Linked DNA regions of Rattus norvegicus: region 2 is linked to region 1. A link is a contact called in public Hi-C data. All regions are on one chromosome and are shown on one strand. Each heading gives the region's core, a stretch centred on a gene start, on an enhancer-like site or on the middle of the called end of the contact. The rest is flanking DNA. Distances are from core to core; before and after follow the strand shown.

The links. Hi-C and Micro-C count contacts between places; a contact is called where the count stands out from the background.
Region 2: a contact with region 1 is called in a Hi-C map of liver, with 4 times the contacts expected there. The contact joins the enhancer-like site here to the promoter of Net1 in region 1. A contact is called at or near these places in 12 of 12 Hi-C or Micro-C datasets (the A7r5 cell line, the Rat2 cell line, Schwann cells and 7 more).

The regions. Positions count from the first base shown.
Region 1 is chr17:71,267,838-71,272,414 of GRCr8, reverse strand. Net1 (neuroepithelial cell transforming 1) reads right to left here and starts at 2,182. Exons shown (of 10, transcript NM_001039023.1): 1 at 2,009-2,182. The coding sequence starts at 2,101.
Region 2 is chr17:71,387,498-71,392,074 of GRCr8, reverse strand. No RefSeq gene overlaps it. Among named protein-coding and RNA genes, the nearest start is that of Calml3, 58 kb to the right of the region's middle. Within about 2 kb of position 2,159, at least 8 of the 93 cell types and tissues checked have an H3K27ac peak or open chromatin away from gene starts, as enhancers often do. A contact at or near this core is called in liver, where this site is marked.

The DNA of each region.
Region 1 (4,577 bases), core at 933-3,432:
TTTCAGGATACAGACAATGTAGAAGAAAAGATCATACTTTTCTTTTTGGCGGAGAAGTGAAACGGATTAGGCACTCAAGAGTCAGCAAAAAGGTAGGAGCAAAATCTGTTTCTTTGAGAATGTGCCTTACAATGTGAGCTATGTAAATTATAAGCAAAAGTGGTCCTTCTACAGGTCCAAGCGAACCACCCAGCTATCTGATGTACTATCTGATGTACTGAGGACATGAGCATCTGTATCATAAGGCTGTTGTTATACCCACATGCACCTCTCCTGGACAGGACTCAGTAGTGATATTTGGAGGTGATGAAAGTCCGCCCCACACTCCCCCGAAGGCTCCCCTCCCCCCTAGTACCCCCTCCCCTGCCCCCACCATGCCAGGCCCAGCTTAATTCTGTAATGGTGGCAGGGGTGATTTGCTTAGAGTCCCTCCTAAAGACAAGCAGCAGATCTGGGAGAATAAACAACGAGTGCTAACAAGGCTCACCCTCAAGGAGCTTCCATTGCAGGGTGATGAGGGTCAGGGTTCACTTGGAAGGGGAAAGCCGCTCAGGAGGCTCTGCTGTTTGCTGAGTTAATCTTTAATCAGACTACGCGTCCATCACATGAGGGAATGAATCTGCCTAGCCCTGGGCTTCTCATGGTTCACCCCCACTAACTCTGTGTCCTAGGACATTGCCAGAGTATCTATAAGCAGAGTTAAGTCTACCTTAAAGCTTTACTGGGATGTATCTTATTGATAAACCCAGCAGCTGGATGAAACCCTTGGGGGAATTTAGCTTTTTGTAGCTTTTTTCCCCTAATGATGTCATTCACTACAGGGCATATTGTAGAGTCAATCGAATCATGGTACTTTTTTTTTTTTATTCCTTTTGGATTGCTCATATATAATCTCTCACTTGGCAACAACTTTAAAAACAGGAAAACAAGAATAAAAAAAGTTTTTTTTCCCTTGAGAAAGATAAAGACGAGTTTTGATCACCAAGTATTCTCTTCTTTTACACTCAGGTCATTAGGGCTGTGTTACCAGTTCTGAAGCCAGGACTCCGTTCCTGGTTATTTGAATGCTCCAAGTAAAGGGACCAGGAAAACAGCCCATGTCTCATACTAACAAAAATGCACATCCTTGATGGCCTAAGAGATAGCTCCTTTGGGTATTTTCACTCACAGAATTGTATGAAGAAGCATTCTCTACCCAGACAATGCTTATTCATTTTATAACATGTAAGAAAAGTGAACCCAAACAAATAACAGAATTCAGTATCAACCCCCACACAAAGATGGCAGCCTATGCATGTAGAACAAACATTCCCTGAGGCATGTGATTAAACTGCTCATGTTTAATTAAAATGGACAATTACATATGTCTCCCCTTCCCCCCCAAAATCACCACTATCAAAAGATCTGGTAGGCTGAAACCATAACCATTTCTACCACGGAAGCGACCAGGCAGCAGGACACACCTCTGCACCAAACAACTCACAAATTACATAAAATTTCATAAAATAATTTTTTCATAAATGTTTATAAAGATTTGAGAAAGCCAAAACGACTTCAAGCAAAGCCAGGCAGGCAGAGGGTGAGTGTTCTGAACTCAAACCTCCCTTCGGAGGAAAAGAGGGCAAGCTTAAGTATGGGGAAAGCAAAGTGAACACGTATCCCAGGTCGGACTTTACTCACTTGTTCTTATTTCTCCTTCCTCCCTTAAACAGTCCACAAGACTTAGTAACAGCAGTTAGAAAAAAACCACAACCATACCGAACACGAGAAACGTTTACTCAGAGACTCAAATATATTTAAAATCGCCTTTGTATGTAACTTTTCAAAATTTAGCTATGCTATATAAAAAAATTTGCTTAAACTTAGACCACAGTTCCTAAACACATTTCAGCCTTGCTTATAATAGTTATACATTTTAGGACGTAATACGGTTAAAAGTTTAAAAGTGAAGTTGCAAAGTCTTAGAAGTTCTGCGGAGTTGGAAAACATTCCTTTGGTCTGCTCTTACCTCCTGCTCCCTGAAGGGCTGGTTATTAACATCTAAGACCCGGATCGTCCTTTTAATGGGCAGGAGACCTCCGATCTCATCATGCGCCACCATGCTTTACAAGTGTCCCTTCAAGTCTTTCGGGTTAGTCCACATGCGAGTCAGCCCTGCAGGGCAACACCGCCAAGACGCCGGGCTTTTCTTCTGAGTGCTCAGCCTGGCCTGGCAGCCATGCGCCCATGCCTCCCGCTCGCGGTGGAGCGCTGTGCTTCTGCAAAGGCAGCGAGCACGCACGCAGACCTCAGGAGCCCGGGGCGGGGCCAGGACCCACGTGACTCCCGATAACAGCCGAGGGGCGCACCTAGGCTGCTCCGTAGCTGTGAGCAGCGTCTGTCCCTCTCAATAAAAAAAGCACTGGAACTTGCACTGCAAGAGCTGAAGCCCACAGGAGGCTGAGTGAACGCCAGGGGAACACACCTCAGTTGCTTCTCTAGCACTTAGTTACAGATCCTTTTCTCTAAAATTAGTGCCTTGGAGAGGACTGAGTATGGGATAAAAACAGCAAAGACTTCTTCTGGGTTAAAAAATTATGTAGTGGGGCTAGGGATTTAGCTCAGTGGTAGAGCGCTTACCTAGGAAGCGCAAGGCCCTGGGTTCGGTCCCCAGCTCCAAAAAAAAAAAAAATTATGTAGTAAAAAGAGCCCAGTTAAGCACATCGGCTTAAGCACAGCTGCAAAATTACCTACCTCTTAAAACAAGGTTCCTATCGGGGCAGAGGGTGGGGGAGACAGAGGAGTAACGGGGAGAGGCATAAGTGAAAATGTCACAGTAAATCTGTTACTTTGTGCACTGAAAAACTAAAGTAGTTACTGCTTCCCTCCCCACCTTTTACAAAAAATTCGAGGACTGACGGAAGCACAGTGGCATCTTCAGTTCACTCTATTCTGGACTGCCCTGTCCTGGGCAAAGCTAGCCTGCGCTAGTTCAAATTTTTAGGCTCAGTATGCTGGTCACCAGACATTTCTGTTTTAAAAAATTAACAATTCACAATTTGGTGTGAGACATTTTATGCCATAAAAACACACATCAGGATCCTTCCCTAAACTTATCTTGATGTGGTCTTAACGGGGTCAACGACCTGCATACAGAACGTTGCATTTTATAGGGGAAGAACAAGCCCACCCCCCAGGGAAAGTCACCCAGGAGGCAAGTTGCTGACTTTGCAAAAACGTTCCTTTATGGAAAGGCATTATTTCTCCAGATAGGACCTGAGATAAATGGAACTCCCTCCTGTGTGTTCTGCACAGTAGGTCCATCTTAACAGTGTGCTGATATGAGATGCTGGTAAACTGCAAGGCTATTGTGAAGTATTTACAAGCATAAACTAAGCCCTGTATGGAAAAGGCACAACTGTAGATACTTGGCTGATAAAATGTAGGCTTATAGCCGAGATCCTAGTGTGTAATGGCAGGCTATATGGGGAGGCAGGGAAAAGGAAGCTTTTGCAAGTTCCAAGTAAGCTGTGCAGCTAGCTAGCAAGTGCCACTCGGGGCCACCCTCCCGCCTGACACAGGGACAAGTCTAAAGGCGGTGATTCCCTGGGCCTCCGATGCCTCTTGCTTCACAGGATTGAGTAAGAAGCACAAGGATGAGGAGACAGACTCCTACAAGGCCGCAGGCTGTCGACAGTGCAGACGCCTGTTGCTAATGTGGGGTTGGAGGTATTGAAGGTGGTTAAAAGGTGACTGGGAAAACAGGCAAATCTCACAAGGCATAAAGTTTTGCCTCAGGTTGGGGCAGTGGGGAAGGAAAGGACACAGGCAAGATGCCAAGGATTTTAAACATATAATAACTTTCACAAGCAGAACAATGATTTTGCAAGAAAATACTAAATTTCATCTTGACACACTGCATTTGAAGCAACAAGAACACACAAATCATTCAGGAGGGGTATTCAGGAGAAGACATTTGCATGGATTTTCTTAGGAAAAATCTGAATGAAAACACAGTTTAAGGGGTACAATTCTGGAGGAATGACCACCAGGGGAAAGAATTCTGCAAACTAAAGAGAGAGAAAGCAAGAAAGAGGGGAAGAGGGAAGGGAAAGATCTGCAGTTCTTTACTGAGCACCTCAAGATCTGTCAGTTGGACAGGGGCAAATCCTGGGAGGGGACAATCAGTGGCAAACAGTGAGATGAGACTAAAGCATGACTTACTAATGTGCAGCCTAGCGCCACCTTGTCCAGGGAAGGCCATTGCTGTCTACTGTCTATGACTACCAGTGTGGTTTTCCTGAGAGGGGGGCCTGTAAGACACTATGTGGACCAGGCTCTGAGTCTGTCTTCTGAGTGCTGGGCCTCAGGCCTGTGCTAACTCATTCAGGCAGCTGCGAGCATCTCACAGGAGGGAGCATCTTGCTGTTTTGAACTTTGAACTTTTTGAGTTGCTATATTCTGTCAATCACCTGTTACTTGGTTACACCTAGGTGACATGTGATGTGCTTAGCCTTAAAGCTGGATGACTCTTTGTATAAGAAGCCTCTTTACAGCACTACTCGGAGGAACCTGGACGCTGTGGACTTTCAGGTAAG
Region 2 (4,577 bases), core at 910-3,409, 120 kb before region 1:
GAGTCACATTCAGGGGCTGGGGATTTAGCTCAGTGGTAGAGCGCATACCTAGGAAGCGCAAGGCCCTGGGTTCGGTCCCCAGCTCCGGGGGGGAAAAAAAAAAAAAAAAAGTCACATTCAGCCCCTCCCCCTCCCTGCCCAAACTGACTGTTCAGGCTTCAGCGGTCCAGATCTGTAAGACTCTTGCTAATTTTTGAGACAGGAATTTACTACGTAACTCTGGCAGGCCTAGAGCTTGCTGTATAGCCCAAGCTGGTCTTCATCCATGAGTCATGGGAATCAACTTCTCAAATGTTGACATTTCAGGCCTGTGCCCCCATGCCTAGTACATCTGCAAGACCCCTCACCTCTGTCACGCATTTCCCACAGAGGTCTTAAAGTAAGGAATCAAAGGTGGCCTGCACCGGGTAGATGCCTGGGAAGACGACTCTAGTTTGCACCTAGACCCTACCAGGCTTTCAGAACAGGCATCCCAGCCACGGCCAGTAGAGGGCCCCCTTCTCTGTTTTTGCAAAACTCAAAGTGAGTTAGTATTAAATATTAATTTACTCAAATAATAAAATACTATAACATTTGGCTTATTTATACTTATGGTATTTATGGGATGTATCTATCTCCCAGAATCCTCTGTCCAACTCTACCATCTAGGAGTGTTAATAATCTGTCTCCTCCTGTGTCCTGAGAACAAAGGTTGGCCCTTAGATGTACAGGGCTCACGTTTTTTGTACTGGGGGCCTAGCACTAGGCCTGGTTAGATCTTTGTCCCAGCTTGGAATGCTAACACGGCTCTCTAGGCCTCCCTGTGACCTGTTGTGGGCAGACCCTAAAAGGCCACCCACAGCTCTGGGCCCTTTCTAACCTGTGCTCCGGGCTCTGCTGTATGGGATGCGCACAATCGAGGTGAGCCAAACTCTGTCTCGTGTCCCTGTGGCCAGTCCAGGGCACTCAGCTGTGGTGGGAGGAAGTACGCCCCAGTGGCTTCAAAGTGGGGATGCACCCTTCCCTCCAAGCCCAGCCAGCCCTGTGGTGCTACCAGGTGACCTGGCACGGGGCACGCCAGGTCTGAGCTCCCTGTCGGAACAATGTGGCCTCCTTTCCCTTGGCCCTCTGTGTTCATGGTAGGGAACAGCCTCTCCCAACAGTGGCCCTTCTCCTGTAAAGCTTGACCTCCGATGTGCCATATCTCTCCTTGGAACCTTTCTTCTTACTGTGGCTCCCAGACAAGGGTTCTGTTGGTCATAGGATCCTTTCCAGCCTCCAGCCTTCACCTCCCCGGGGCTCTTGACTGAGATTCCACACTTGGCTCTTCTTCAGATGTGTGTAATATGTGGGCCTCTTCAAAACACCTGCTTCTGCTCACATTCGAATGAAGGTTCAGGATGAGGCCTGGAAGCCTGTTTGACTGAAGGTTTCTCTGGAGATTTCTGCAACGATCCAGGCCTGAACACAGCACTGTTCAGGACAACTCTATCCTGGGATCCTAGATCTCTTTTGTAGGACTGTACTTTCTCTGGTGAGAATTTCTTTTTTAAAAACCAGGTGTCTTGGGTGGCCTGGAGTTCTCTACACAGCAAAGAATGACCTGGAATTTTTGGTCACCCTGCCTTGACCACCTGAATGCTAAGATTACATGAGTGTGCCACTATACCCAGTCTATGCAGTCCTGAGGACCAAAACCCAGGCTTCCTACACTCCAGGCAGGCACTCTACCAAATGAACTACATACCCAGTCCTAATTTGTATTTGAATGCAGGCTTCATGAGCCTGTGTGTGTGTGTGTGTGTGTGTGTGTGTGTGTGTGTGTGTGTGTGTGTCTGTGTGTGTTTGTGTATGTGTGTGTCTGTGTGTGTGTGTGTGTGTGTGTGTGTGTGTGTGTGTGTGTGTGTAAAGCTATTAACCTTGACATGTTTCCTTATGGGAGATCGTTACCAGGGTTAAAGAAGATAATAAATATAAAATGCTCAGAAAAGGACCCGTGTGTACTCAAGGCCCAGGAAAGGTCAGACACTGTTATGATTAGATTGTTGTCCCAAGTATGTGGAATTATAAGGATTTTGGGACCATTTGTACTGGTGGTCAAGTTGTGGAGTTCAGAACACAGGGCTCTGTGGAGAAAAACACATTTGCGGTTGAGGTCACTGCCAGAGACTGAGGCCACAAGCCTGGGACCCTGGCCAGATCCTGGCAGCAGCCACTCACTTGCTGAGTGACCTGAGCAATGCATTTGACCCCTCAGGGCTCTCATTTCCTCCTCTGCACAACCAAGATTAAGAACGTTCTTGTTTACTTCACACTGGGTAGCAAGAACAAAACCAAGAGGGTAATGGGTCTCCTTATCTTGCCTTTGCTACAACCCAAGGTGGCCAGGGAGACCTGCCCAGGCAGGAGTGAGCACGGGCCTGCACTTCCCGAGAGCTCTTGAAGGAAACTCAAGGAAGTTCGGATGAAGAAAGTTGGGGGAAAAGGGCAACCACCATGAAGCATAATCACCCTTCATTCTTTCTTTAGCCCCTTCCTTTCTGAAATTTTGCATTTTTATGGTTTCTCTCCCCTTCTCCCCTGACCCTCCCTCTTCCTCTTTAACAAAGGTTCATGTGTCGCTCAGATTGGTCCCCAGTTTGCTATGAGGATAACCTTGAACTCCTGATCCTTCTGCTCGAATCTCAAGGGTTGAGATTACAGGTGTGTGCCACCCACTGTGCTGGGTATATGGGGTGATGGGGATCAGGCCTAGGGGTCCTGAATGCTAGGCAAACAGTTCACGGAGTGAACTATGTTCCCAGACTCATTTTCACCCACTGGAGCTTTTCTGTTCAAACTTAGTATCTTAGACTTTCTATTGCTCTGACGAAACACCGTGACCAAAGAGCAAGTTGGGGAGAAAAGGGTTTATTCAGCTTACAGTTCCACAACGTTGTTCGTCACCAAAGGAAGTCAGGGCAGGAATTCAAGCGGGGCTGAATTCTGGGGGCAGGAGGTGATGCAGAAGCCAAGGAGGGATGTTGTGGGTTGCCCTGGTGTTGTTTACTGAGGGGTGCTACTTACTGACTTGCTTCCCATGGCTTGCTCAGCCTGCTTTCGTATAGAACCCAGGACCAACATCCATCATGGGCTGGGCCCTCCCCCATTGATCACTAATTGAGAGAACACCTTACGGCTGGATCTCATGGAGGTCTTTTCTCAACTGAGGCTCCTTACTCTCTGATGACTCTAACTTGTGATGTGTTTTATAAAAAGAGGGCTGGAGAGGTGGCTCAGTGGTTAAGGGCACTAACTGCTCTTTCAGAGGTCCTGAGTTCAATTCCCAGCAGCCACATGATGGCTCACAACCATCTGTAATGGGATCTGATGCCCTCTTTTGGTGTGTCTGAAGACAGAGACAGTGTACTTATATACATTAAATAAATAAATCTTAAAAAAGATAAAGAGGAGGAATATGTTTTGGTGGAAGTGTGGGGAAGGGGGTGCCTCAACAGGCTCATGCTGAGGCATCCTCCCCCCAGGGACCAGCTATAAATGGTATAGGATAGAATAGAGTTTATTTAGGGCATGGAGAGGGGAGTTAAAAGGGTAGTAGAGGCAGAGAAAGGCAGAGAGAGTAAGTAGAGGAGTAGAGGCTGGACATGAGCATGTGAAGAGAGGGGGGAATGGAAAGGGGAGGGGGAAGGGGTGAGGGGAAAGCAGGAGCAGGAAAGAAAAAACAAGAAAGAGTGGAGGGGGCAAGCAGTCCCTTTTATAGTGAATCAGGCATACCTGGCTGTTGCCAGGTAACTGTGGGGCGGAGCCTAGACAAAATACAAACAACTTGTGTCAAGTTGACACATAAAACTAGCCACTGTACTTGGCTGGTGTTTATATCAACATATCCTAAGAAACCCTCTGAGAGTCTCAGAGGTGGTGGAATGGGCCACACTGTGCAAGGGCTGAGGGTTTGCTTGAGGAGAGAGAGGCAAAACAAGAACATGTGGGCTTTTCTGTATAATCCCACTTGATTTCAAAGATGATTAAGTACATCAAATTTACTGTGTAAACAGCCAATGACATGATGGCTCCAGGGTATAGTTAAGGGAAGGGTTTTTTGTAGATGTGTGTGTGTGTGTGTGAGAGAGAGAGAGAGAGAGAGAGAGAGAGAGAGAGAGAGAGAGAGAGAGAGAGAGAGAGAGAGAGAGAGAGAGAGAGAGAGAGAGAGAGAGAGAGAACAACCACAGGCATCTGGAAGAGTCCAGAGCAAAGGAAGAAGGTAGACTGAGTATGGCTGGCAGACTGGGAGAGGGCCAGGGCTAACTGCAAGAGACAGGAGAGAGAATACAGAAAGCTGAGTGAAGCAGAAGCAGATCAGAGAGAACATAGCAACAATAGCAGAGTTATAAGGAAGGTGAACAGCTGAGGGGAAGGGAAGCCTATAAGCTAGAGGGAGTGTAGGGTCGGGGAAGAAGTGAGATGTGCTAGCATGGACTTTGAAATGGGTAATGGGTGGATACTTGTGATCCTGAGGGAGCCTGGAGGGCAACATGATATGCTAATAGGCATGATAGCTAGCCTTGTGTCACTTCTGCCAGAGGTATGGGAAACGGCTC